2 separate regions of the Zea mays genome follow, and region 1 is linked to region 2. A link is a contact called in public Hi-C data. All regions are on one chromosome and are shown on one strand. The core of a region is the stretch at or near the end of the contact, and the rest is flanking DNA. Distances in the headings are between cores, read along the strand shown.

The links. Hi-C and Micro-C count contacts between places; a contact is called where the count stands out from the background.
Region 1: a contact with region 2 is called in a Hi-C map of leaf, with 8 times the contacts expected there. The contact joins the promoter of LOC100383177 here to the promoter of LOC103637635 in region 2. A contact is called at or near these places in 6 of 25 Hi-C or Micro-C datasets (bundle sheath, ear, endosperm and 2 more).

What each region holds. Positions count from the first base shown.
Region 1 is chr1:90,576,312-90,582,535 of Zm-B73-REFERENCE-NAM-5.0, forward strand. It overlaps LOC100383177, which reads left to right and starts at 3,690. Exons shown (of 3, transcript NM_001175842.1): 1 at 3,690-4,046; 2 at 5,394-5,602. The coding sequence starts at 3,776.
Region 2 is chr1:90,310,737-90,316,568 of Zm-B73-REFERENCE-NAM-5.0, forward strand. LOC103637635 (zinc finger (C2H2 type) family protein) reads right to left here and starts at 1,558. Exons shown (of 1, transcript XM_023301293.2): 1 at 191-1,558. The coding sequence starts at 1,433. The coding sequence ends at 510.

The DNA of each region.
Region 1 (6,224 bases), core at 2,440-4,939, 270 kb after region 2:
TTATTTGACCTTGTGTTGAACCTTGTTCACTGATCATTATACACTATTCAAGTATGTTCATCATACTGAATTTCCTGTTCAACACTTAGCAAACTTGTTAGACCTTTAAATGTGTTGTTATCCAAATCACCAAAACTCACAAAAGGGATGAATGCACTTTCAATCTCCCCTTTTTTGGTGATTGATGACAACACATTTAAAGCTTACATAAGATTTGATAAATAAGATTTTGAATCCTATGATATAGTTTCCTCCCCCTAAATATGTGCATTTCAGAAAATACCAATTTTGTACTCAAATGCCAAAACCACATATTTGGGTCAAAGAGTGAAGACAACTTATATCAACCTATTCATAGGGTGCTTTGTGTCATAAATAAACGTGATGCTTATGACATATTATGCACTCATCAATTTCCTTCATCTTATGTTTTACTTATGATTCAACCCCCCTTTTGTCAATTATTTCTCCCCCTTTTCAAAAGTCTTCTTACACTTAGTTACATAAGACTAAAGGTAAGCTTTAATGCACAATTTCTCCCCCTTTGTCATAAATCTCCAAAAAAGATATAAAGAATATAAAGGATAGAAATTATGATTAAGCGAGATGTGTACACACTATCATGAAAATGATCCTTAGATGGCACAAAGGTAATGGATAAGTGTCATAAGTGATGTACCTTTGCATTTTACCTTTTCAAGGGGTTTCCAGACTTGTGTTGGATTTAGAATTCATTTGCAAGCTCTTGTTGGGATAATTGTGACATAGGTCCAAGATATCAAATGAAGATCGTCATACTAAATCGAAGGTGAATCTTGATACCTAGAGTCTAGATGTCATCTAGCATTTTCTTTGTTCTACGCCACATGGTCTCCATTATAATCATGAATTTCCATCTTAGCTTTTGATAGGCTTGACATTATTTTTGCACAAAGCAAGATGATTTTCATTCATGTCCATCAGTCTTCATTATGACATGTATTGAGTAAATTTAGCATGCCAAGGACAAACATATCCTCTTCAAAAAAATCAAGAGAAACCCATTCTTTTCAAAGAACTACACAAGTTCACTAAAAGAAAATGTTAGTATTTAAGGACACAGGATATAGAATGAGCTCCCCCTAAATGTGTGCATCAAGTACTCGAATTACTTGTAACATGCACTTGATTCAATTAAGATTCTTAGAGGGGTTCATCATACTGAATTTCCTGTTCAACACTTAGCAAACTTGTTAGACCTTTAAATGTGTTGTTATCCAAATCACCAAAACTCACAAAAGGATGAATGCACTTTCAGTTACGGACAGTCCGACCCTCGAGTTCGGACCGTCCACCCTGTGCCTGAACACCTCGAACGATGCACCAACACCTATGGAGGAAGACGATCTGGTGGGAGAGGACTTGGTGGACTACGGAGCTACGCCGGAAAATTCAGGTATGGACGTAAATGTTATTATGTTCTCAGCAGATTGTACAAATTTTAGCCACGGTGAACCTGTCGTTGCTCAATTCGATTTTGGTCCTAAAGAGGCCGCCTTCACTAAGCCAAAAGAATCAGTCAATCATTTAAAGCTGCTCTGTAAGTGAAATCAACCCTAAGTGAGGGTTTTGGTGATTTAATGACAAAACAAATAAGGGTACTAACAAGTTTGCTCCCAGTATATGCTTAGAATGTACAAGAACTAAAGGAAGTATCAAGGACAAAAGAAACACATATGCAATTCCCTTGAAAAGACTCCATGCGATGGACATATAAAATTTTATGTATATCTTGAGTCACAGGATGTAATTCTTCCTTAGTAGTTTTCCCATAGGTAATGATGTTTGTTATAAGCTCAAGCCCTCAAATTCAAAAGCTATTTTTGAAAACCAAAAATCTCTTGAACGCTATATGGCTGACCGTGATTAGGGTTGAGAAACTAAGAGTGTTCTTGTTGAAAAGCAGTTGAACTTCTTTAGCCGCAGTTGAGCTTTATTAGCTGAACTAAACCTTAGCTAGTTGAGCTTCTTCAGCAGCAATTGAGCTTTTTTAGCTGAGCTGAACTTCTTCAACTGCAGTTGAGCTTTTACAACTACAATTGAGCTTTCTCAACTCCAGCTGAACTTCAACTTCAACTGTAAACCTCTTTGACCATACACCAGTTGAACTTGCCTTAGGGCAGTTGAACTGGGGTTTTCTCTCCTGAACTTTCTGGTTAAGGCCAGTTGCAAACACTACAAGGCAAAGACTTGCCCAAGACGCTAAACTGGCGTTTTCTCAAGCAATATCATCCTAGTATGTGGCAAGATACCTAGAAAAACTGATGTGAACACATTGAGTTAGTTTTCAGCCTGTACCAGTGCTTTTGGTTCGCTCAGCTCCGCCAAAAGGCAGGGGCATAGGTTGGGCACCAAAATTGGCCTGGGGACGATCCGCGATGGTGGCGCGGACGGTCCGCGCGCGCAGAATCAGTTAGGATTCCAAGTTTCTTACGGGATTTGTTAGCTAAATCTGCGAGATTAACTCGAGAATCAGTTTGTAACGGGTCCAGACCCCCTGTATATATATGAAAGCTACAGCCGGTTGAAACACCAACAATCGATTAATCAATCAATATACATCTAGTTCTTTACATTTTGCCCTAGGAGTAGACAATAACTTAGATTTCTCTATCTAAATCTTCACCTCTCTCCGGCTCTACGTCGATTAGATGCGCCATCGGCAAACTTCGCCACCCCTGCGCCCGCGCGGACTGTCCGGCTCGTCAGGCAGGACCCTAGCCTCTGCGCCAGGTCGCAGACGTTCGGCCCCTGGCCACGGACCATCCGCATCTCCGCAGAGAGCACCGCCATCGGTTCTCATCGTACTGATTGGCGACCGGATCGGCGCTAATTTTAGGATTACTAGCTTCTTAAAAACTAAGAAGCTGAACTCTCCTAGTTAAAAGATAAAAACTGGTTTTTTAAAAACTGGGTTCTTTTAAATAAGACCTAAGCCTCGTTACATAAGAGCAACTCCAATAGTTATGTAAATTTTAGCTCTCTAAATCACAGATTTAAGAAGTTGCTAAATAGCTTTTGGAGTAAAAAAATGTGAGTTCTCCAATAGTTCTCTAAATATAGGTTGTAATTTTGTTTTGTATTTATCCACATAAAAAATAAGTCACAAAAACTATATAATGCAGTCAACATTTTTGTTTAGTGAGTTGTTAAATGGTTGCCAAATGTAGAGAGAAAATGGGGTTAGATGACAAGTTGTTAAATTTAGAAAGTTCATTTAGAGAACTATTGGAGAATAGTTTTCATGTTAACTAGCTAAATTATTGATTTAGAAAGTGTTTTAGAGAACCACTGGAGTTGCTCTAAGGAAAGAAACGTATCGTCCAGATCTTAAAACAGGAAATGGACACGATCGCAGGTTGGTTCGCCTTTGCTCAATTTGTCAGTAAATGGTCCGAGGACCCGGCGATTGAGAACAAATCGGAAGGAGGCTGACGGCAGGCAGAGTGGAGCCAGCCAGGAAGCGAGGCGTGCCCCACAAGCCGCTGCCCGAGTCCCCCACGCACACGTATATCCCCGCGAGAATATCCGCCACGTGGACGGCCCACGCTCGCCGACCAGCTTAAGCAATCACCACTTAACAGTTGAGTTAACCCTCTCCCCTCCATTCATCACCTCCTCTCCTCACACGGCTTCCTCGCACCGGCTCCGGTCCTCCTCCCATCACCATCACCACCGTCGTTCCTCTCACGAGTCCCGACACACGCAAACCGCACGAACCCTGGCTGGCGGCGGGATGACGCGGCGGTGCTCGCACTGCAGCCACAACGGGCACAACTCGCGGACGTGCCCCAACCGCGGGGTCAAGATCTTCGGGGTGCGCCTCACCGATGGCTCGGCCATCCGCAAGAGCGCAAGCATGGGGAACCTCTCCCTCCTCTCCGCGGGGTCAACCAGCGGCGGCGCGTCGCCCGCCGACGGGCCCGACCTCGCCGACGGCGGCGGGGGCTACGCCTCCGACGACTTCGTCCAGGGGTCGTCCTCCGCCAGCCGCGAGCGTAAGAAAGGTCAGTTACCGCCCGATCTCTGCCCCCTCCTCTCGAATCGATCATCCACCCGCTACCACTCGATGCAGAACCCTAGATAATAGATCCTTCCAGCTCTAACCAGCTCCAAGTTTTTCCATTCATTTCTCTCCTGCCTACTCGGCTTACTCTTTTTAGATGCACCTAGTGGCTAGTGCTCACTGATTAGGTACCTGTAAGGTTGGGAAACGGGTACTGCACCGGCTGAGAGAAAATCATTAATGGTAATACCACACTGTGCTGAGTACTACTATTGTATCGATATTGTACTAGTTGAGTTGATACATATGGTACTCGAATTCAGCCCCTGACTGGTGCAAGGACCACCTGCCCTATGTCGTTTGACTGGGTCATGGGGATAATTTAACAAACTCAGCTCTAGAAACTTTTAGAAAATGGGTTATGGATTGCTCCAAGCAGTGGTGTCAGTTGATTTTGATGAAATTTGTCACTGATTCGTTATGCTGAATGGCTGTAGAGGCATAGAGGGCTGCGTAATCAAAGGTACAGGGCTGCGTAATCAGGAAGGATATGCCGAGCAATTGAAACCGCTGCGCTAACTGCTGAAACGTTGTCTTATGTATGCCATACATGTGCTAATGGTCACGGTCTGGTGTAATGTGCTACTGCACTGGGATGTAATTACTATTACACAGTGCCATATTCCGGCTGCCCATACTTGATAAGGAAACAAGTTTTTTCATATGTTATGGGGAAAAATCAAATGCTTGATACATGAATACCAATGTTCTGCAAGTTTTATCTTTATTGTTAATTATTGCTGCTGATTCTTGTGAGATTTTTACACGAACAGTGATATCTAGTTCTTGGGTTACACTTGGTGGTGGGTGGTAGGTGTTTTAATGTAAGTCAAGTGGCAAGAAAAGGGCAAACACAGTGCCGGAGGCTCCCACATGAGTGGGGTCTGCGGAAGGGATAAACCGAGGCAATCCTGTAGGGTCTAAGAAAAGAGTAAAACTGAGTCAAACCTTCCCCCATAAATACAGAGAGGTTGTTTCAAACTCGGACTGGGTGACTCATGAGACAGCTCTCACCACTACACTAGGCCTGCCCTTCAATGTAAGTCAAGTGGCACCTTCTGCATATTATGCCCATCTCTGTTCTGATTTTGTGCTGTTTGGCTAGTCCTCTGTTTGTCGATGACACCCTACCTATATGATTTGTTTAACAGCAAGGTGGTGATGCTAACTTTTACCATAGTCTGTTAATATGCTGCTGTCCATTCCTTTCTGTTCACTGGTTTCTTGTTGCTTCACATATTGCTGCCTACCTGCATGGCTGCATTGCTGATTGAGGTTGCTCTTACAGGTGTTCCTTGGACTGAAGAAGAACACCGGAGGTTTTTGCTGGGATTACAAAAGCTTGGGAAAGGTGATTGGCGAGGGATTTCTCGTAATTTCGTGGTCTCAAGAACACCTACTCAAGTAGCAAGTCATGCTCAAAAATATTTTATACGTCAATCAAATATGAGCAGAAGGAAGAGAAGGTCTAGCCTTTTTGACATGGTGCCTGATGAGGTAACTTGCTTGATTTACCTTGATTGCTTGCTTTTGCCTTGTTTTGTACTCATACATGTGTTGTAACTACACTATTGCTTTTTTTGTAATAAATATCATATTACTTATACTTGTGCAACATTTTGGATCTAGTTCAGTCGCTTGTATGTGTTACTGACACTCATTGTTCGCTGTTTAAACATTGTGTAAATGGTAAAAGGCCAGCTGTGTCATTTAGGCCTTAAACGTTCCATCAAATGGTTGGACTGTTTAAACTGTACGGTCTAAATGGCTTAAACATGATTAAATGGGTTAAATTGCTGTTTAACTCACTGTTTATTCAACAGGCAGATTACAACTATCGCATTGGCACCATACTAATTAACATTGTAAGAGTGGAATTTAGTTCCTTTCCTCAATTTTTTTTGCTAGGATACATATTTTTTACATATGTAAATGTGTATACTTTCTGGTATATGTATGTTTGACTTTTGCATACATAAAATATGTATATTTTAGTGGTACTATACAAAAGCGTTTAGATCGTTTAACTCAGTTTAAACACCGTCTAAACAGTGAACACTGGGTGACCAACTGTTTACTGTTTAGCATTTAGATAACACTGGTGACGGTTATGCGCAGT
Region 2 (5,832 bases), core at 308-2,807:
ATCGGAGCCGTGCACGACGGGGGCACGGCTGATTCGCGCGAGCAGATCTGGGACTGGGAGCTCTGCTCTGCTCTGGTCGTCTTCTGGTGTCCGCTGCAAAGTGCACAAGAGCAGCAGAAGCAAAGAAGGCACAGTACATTGCATGCGGATGCGGAGCGAGCGATGCCATTGCAAAAGACGGAGGGAGGGAGGAGCTGTTTGAATGGACAGCCAAAAGCAAAATGTTTCTATACCAAAATAGGCAGCGGTTTTTGTACTGATTTTTACACGCACGGGGCACGGGCACGGCAGGGCCAGGGGCTCCATTGCTGCCGCTGCTGCTACCATAGCATACCAAATACCATCCACACGCACCTGACACTCCGGAAAAGCAGAGTCCCAAAACAATGCTAGAGAAGCCTAGCGATCAGCGTGGCGATTAACGACGACGGGGGAGGGGTTAACGGTCACGGTCGGTGGTCGGTTAGTGCTCTAGTCCGGTGGTCCCGGGTCGTCGTCGGCGGCGGCGGCTAGACCTTGTAGATGATGAGGAAGCAGGGGAGCACGGCGCGGCTGTCCAGGACCACCAGCTCGCCGTTGCCCATGTCCACGGAGTCATAGGCGGTCGCAGCGGATCCGTGGGCGTGGCGCGAGGACGGGTGGTTGGCGGGGCAGACGCGGCCGGCGATGACGCGGCACACCAGCATCGCCCGCCGGCCGGCGGTGGCGGTGGCGGCGGCGGCGCTGGCGTGCGCGGCGCCGCTGCAGGCGAACGTGCGCACTGCAGAGACCGACGCGCCGAGGCGGCAGGTAGCGACGCCCGCGCCGAACACCCCGCCGCCGGGCGCGCGGCACTGGAACCGCATCATCTCGTTGCCGTCGGCGCCGCACCGCGCCGCGGCGCCGCGCGCGCGGGCCGCCTGGCGCGCCTCTTCGAACCGCGCCACCGCGCGCGGCGCGCTGTGCACGCGGAACAGCGCCTCCACCGCCGGCGACGGCGACGGCGACGGGCGCCCCGCCGCGTCGGCCCACCCGGACGCGAAGATGAGCTCCACGACACGCCGCGAGGAGTGGCCCTCGGGCAGCTCCGCCATCGTGAGGAACGCCGAGCTCACGGGCGGGCCCGGCGCCGGCGACGGCATGAACGACAGCGGCGCCCCGGCGGCGGCGGCCGCGTCCTTCGTCGCCATGGGCTTGGGCTTCTTCTTGGGCCGTGGCCGCGGCTCTCGCGTTTCCTTCCGCCTCTCCCTCTCCCTCCCCAGCTTCTTCCGCCTGGCCTGATGATGGGCGTACGCCACGGCGTCCATCACGTCCGCCGCCGCCGCAGTGGCGCTGGCGCAGGAGAAGGGGAGCGGCTGCGGCGGCGGCTTCTTGGCCGGTGACGGCGCGATGGCGGCGTCCGTGACGGCGTAGGAGGACCTGCAGCTGAGCGAGCGCACCCACGCCGTCGCCATTGTCCTTGGCCGCGGCAGCTCCAGCTCCTGTGGTTGGCTTTGCGGGTGGGTGGTGGTGGACTGGTGGTGGGCGCAGACCGCTGGCTCGTCTGCGGGTGTTATTATGGCTGCGGTCTGCGGATTTATTCACAGGCCCTGCCGGTGGGGCGCCGTGTCGCTGACAAAACTGTTTACAGATTACAGTGCGCTTGCTGCACCGGCTTACTAGACTACCCCACACCTAATAACCGTCAGTGACAGCCTGATAGGTGGGCGCAGCCTTGTGGGTCCAGGATGTCAGTGACGTTACCCGGTAGTGGTGGCCTGGTGGGAGTTACTCTGGTTTTACACGGCGGGTTTGTGCTGGATTTGGATGTGAGTTGGTTAACCTTTTTGAATTGCGGCTCCATTTGGAATCATGATTTGTTAGGGTCCCATTTGGGGGGTGGAGAGGTTGAGATCAGGGGTGGGGGAGCCCTGCTCTGCCCTCCTCGTCCCCCACCACTTTCGCTGCTGAGTTTTGTCTCTCTTTCGTAGCCTTTCCTTTACCCCTTATATGACTTCTGCTCTTTTTTAGATGAGCTGTGGTGCAGCATCGACCAGTGAGTGCCTTCTCTCCCACCCCCCTCCTCTGCCACTGTGGCGTACGTCTCGTGCGGTTCGCTGTGGCACCCGCCGGTGAAACTTGTCGGCGTGTATTTGTGTGTACATGTATCTGGTTTCTAGGTGCCTACACAAAAGGGACGTCTCCTTTGCGTTTTTTTGGCACGACCCTTTTCGACCTTGTGGTGGAGGACCGACCGACCCTCTTCGAATTCAAACTGTTGTGGAGCGGCCGGGGCGCTCAAGCCGAGCGCATGCAACTCCCTGCACGAATTTATGTAATCTGCTGCTGCATCGAATCAGTTACTGTATTGAAAACGGCGAGCGAGCTATTTACTTGGTCGCTGTCGCTGCTGGTCTCCGTGTCATCAATCATTCTCGTCTCGTGCGTCGTCTCCTGATCGTCTGTGCTGTGCATGTGTTGTGATTCCACGACCACTGCGTGGCAGGCTGACCGAGACGAAACGGGGCACGTTTTAGGCATGGTTCCGACGCGGCAGAATGTCAGCAGCGCAACGGCAGCACAGGTGCGACTCTGCTGCAAGTGAACGAGAATGATTCGGCGCGCGCGGCTACTAGCCACGCGTGCGAAACGAACGCTGGCCGACTCAGAAACTAATCCCGCGAAAACCGTACGTCGCGTGTTGTGGATTTGTGGCTGGCCGGGAACATTCGCAGCCACCACGTACGTCCACGTGTAGCTAGCTGCTGCACCACTTCGCGTACAGTACGCGGCTAGCTGCGCGCAGTAGGTCAGGAAGACGACGACATCTGACGACAAGATGGCTTGGAAGCAACGACTAGCTAGCTAGCTGCCTAGTATGATCTCACTGCGTTCTGTTAATCGATTAGACAATTGCGATCGGTGTGGTGTTAGTTAGTTGATGCGGATCGGACGATTCCTCTCGAACTCGTTTTTTTTATTCACAATGCGCCAACCGCAGAGAGAGAGCGCATATATGAACTAGTGGTGGCTCGCGTAGTTGACAAATGTAGCTTCGGATGCATGTGTAACGTAACCACAGAGAGAGAGAGAGAGAGAGAGAGAGAGGAAAAAACAAAATTATATTATCTCTGAAGCTAGCTAACTAGCTAGCGTTTGTTGTGCGAACCCGATGCGCGAAAACGTCGAACACGTGCAGGGATGAGAATAATTCGTTGATTGACAAACAGATGGGACTTCCGATGCTAGCTAGTAACTGATTCTTGTCCGTGCTCTGTGCATGCTGTGTGCTTTCACGGCCTTTGAGGGATCCTCCATATCCATGGCAATGCAATGCCAATGCAAGCTTCTCAGTCCGGCTCCACGACCTGCATGCCGGCCGGCCGGGCGGGCCGACGACGGCGAGCCCATCATTTCGAGCCAGAGAGCCGCGAAACCTGACTCTGGGTACGTGAACGTGATGATGGCGTTCTGCTATACTCGTATCGATCCGCCACTGCAGCCTGCCTCCGTCCGCGTGCATAGTGCTGGGAATCTGGGCCGGGCTTTTCAGGCCAGCACGAGCACGGCCCGAAAATAAGAGCCCAAAGCACGGTCCGGCACGAAATAATATGGGCCGGGCTAGCACGGCCCGAAGGCGGGCTTGGGCCGGGCCTCAAATTCCGACCCGTCGGGCCCCCAGCACGGCACGCATAAATGGGCCGAGCTTGGGCCGGCACGGCCCAATTAAGCCCAATCTGTTTAATCTCTTTAATTTAGTAAGATATTGACTTTATATTGTTGTTATATTTAGAGTTTATGTGGTTAAATGATGCTATAATTGTTTAATATCTTTATTTTAGTAAGATATGCACTTTATATGGTTATAATGTTTTGATTTTATGTGGTCAAATATACGGGCCGGGCTTGGGCCGGCACGGCCCAACGAAGGCACGGCGTGGTTTAGGGCCGGGCTGGGCCACTGTTTTTATACTTCGGGCTGGCACGGCACGGCCCAAAAATTGTCTGGGCTTTCTTGGCCCGAACCCGTTTGGCACGAAACACGATGGGCTTGGGCCGGGCCGGCCCGGCACGGCCCAATTCCCAGCACTACGCGTGCATGCCGATCGAGCTAGAGAACCCCCGGCCCGGCCGATCATTCCCGAATCGGGCGGACCTAGCGGGTGGTCCATATGGTCCACGGCACACCCTAAGATCACATAAGTGTAGTTAGTATAGTGGTGTAAGTGCTATATTTTAAACTTGGTGGTCAAGGTTCGAGTCTCGTTGATCCTTATTTTTTGTTTGTTTTTTTTATTTTTTTCTTGGCACACCCTAAACATAGCAGCTGGGTCCGCCACTGGCGAATCCATGCGTCCATCTCCATCCACCTCGATCCGTCGCCCCCCAGAGACCCGATCATTGCGGCATCCAGGGCTCTCACGTCCGCGTCCAACACAACATATACATTTGGGTATACATTTGAGATGCGTTTGGTTGCGAGACAGCTAAGAACAATTAGGACGGAAACGTTATCTAATATTCTCTTTTGCCACTCCAATTTTGGAAACGTTATCTTAGGTCATGTTCGTTTGATCCCAAAACCATACGAATTGAGGGAGATTGGAAGGGATTAGAGAGGATTTTGACTTGCACGGGATTTAATCCCCCTCAATCCCTATAAATTAGCACAAAACGAATAGGGCCTTAGATTTATTTTCTCTTTTCTCCTTTTTCCCACCTACCTCTTTCTCTATGCTATGGTCCAGTTTGTAACATCCATCTCCCCCTAATTTGTACTTATATGCACTTATAAATGGGGAAAAATCGGTAGGGGGTTTTCGCCCCTCTGTTCTTTTAAAAAAAATAAACTAGGGGTGCTTGGCCTCTTGCCTTCCTTACCCGGAATATATGGGCATGCAATCGCCTGATGCAAAAGCAGAGCAGTGCACTGACCACCTACCCCGATTTACCAAGCCGGGGGAATAGATTGGTTAGGAGAGCTAGGGAGGAAAATATATACTATGCATGCATGCGTGAATGAACAAGTGTTGGATACAGTTGCACCCAACATCCAACTTCGGCCACAGGAGACGATGCCAGCCATTGCTAGCGTGCATGTTCGCCGCCGCTTGACACGCTACATGATGGTTCTACGCATACGCCTTTGCTTTTGCTTGGCATCCAAGAGAGTAAACTAGCAGCAGCGTCGTATATATATTGTACGTAATAATAGACCAGGGGTTCCATGCGTATATAGAGAGAGTAGTAGAAAACGGACGCTGTCACGCACTGTGCTTTGGTAGTTTCGGTGGGCGGCGCCAAACGCGAGGTGCAGATCGACAAGCAAGTTAATGGAACGCCATTGCTTGCCTTAGAGCACAGCTGCACAGCCGCCGCCCGCCGCCCTGTGGTTTGCAGTCGCAGAGACCGATGGCTGTTGAATCACTCGCGTCGTCGATCGGTCAGGTAGATGGAAGACGACAGGACGTGCCATCCGTCGCGGGTGAACGGCAACTAGTCGGTACGTAGCTATGGTGCGGTGAAACGTGAAAGTTAAAACTAGCTAGCTAGGAGAGAAAAGCTGGCAGATAAGCTCCGTCCCGTCGACCTCTCTCCATCCGTCCAGTGCATTCCGCGGCCGTACACAATGGCAGCACATCACAGGCGCCGGCCAGGTCGCAAAAGGCCACCGGGAAAGGCACCGGCTTTTGCATTTTTTTTGGGCAGGACTGGAGGGGAGCAAAGGGTAGAGGGCGGCAGATGGGATGCATGGGAATATTCAAAGAACGATGGAAACAAAGTGCGGGGACGACGACCGGGATTGATAGAGGCGTGGCAACAAAAGCAGTGCCACAACGAACAAGAGACGACGATGTAGAGAAAAAAGCATGA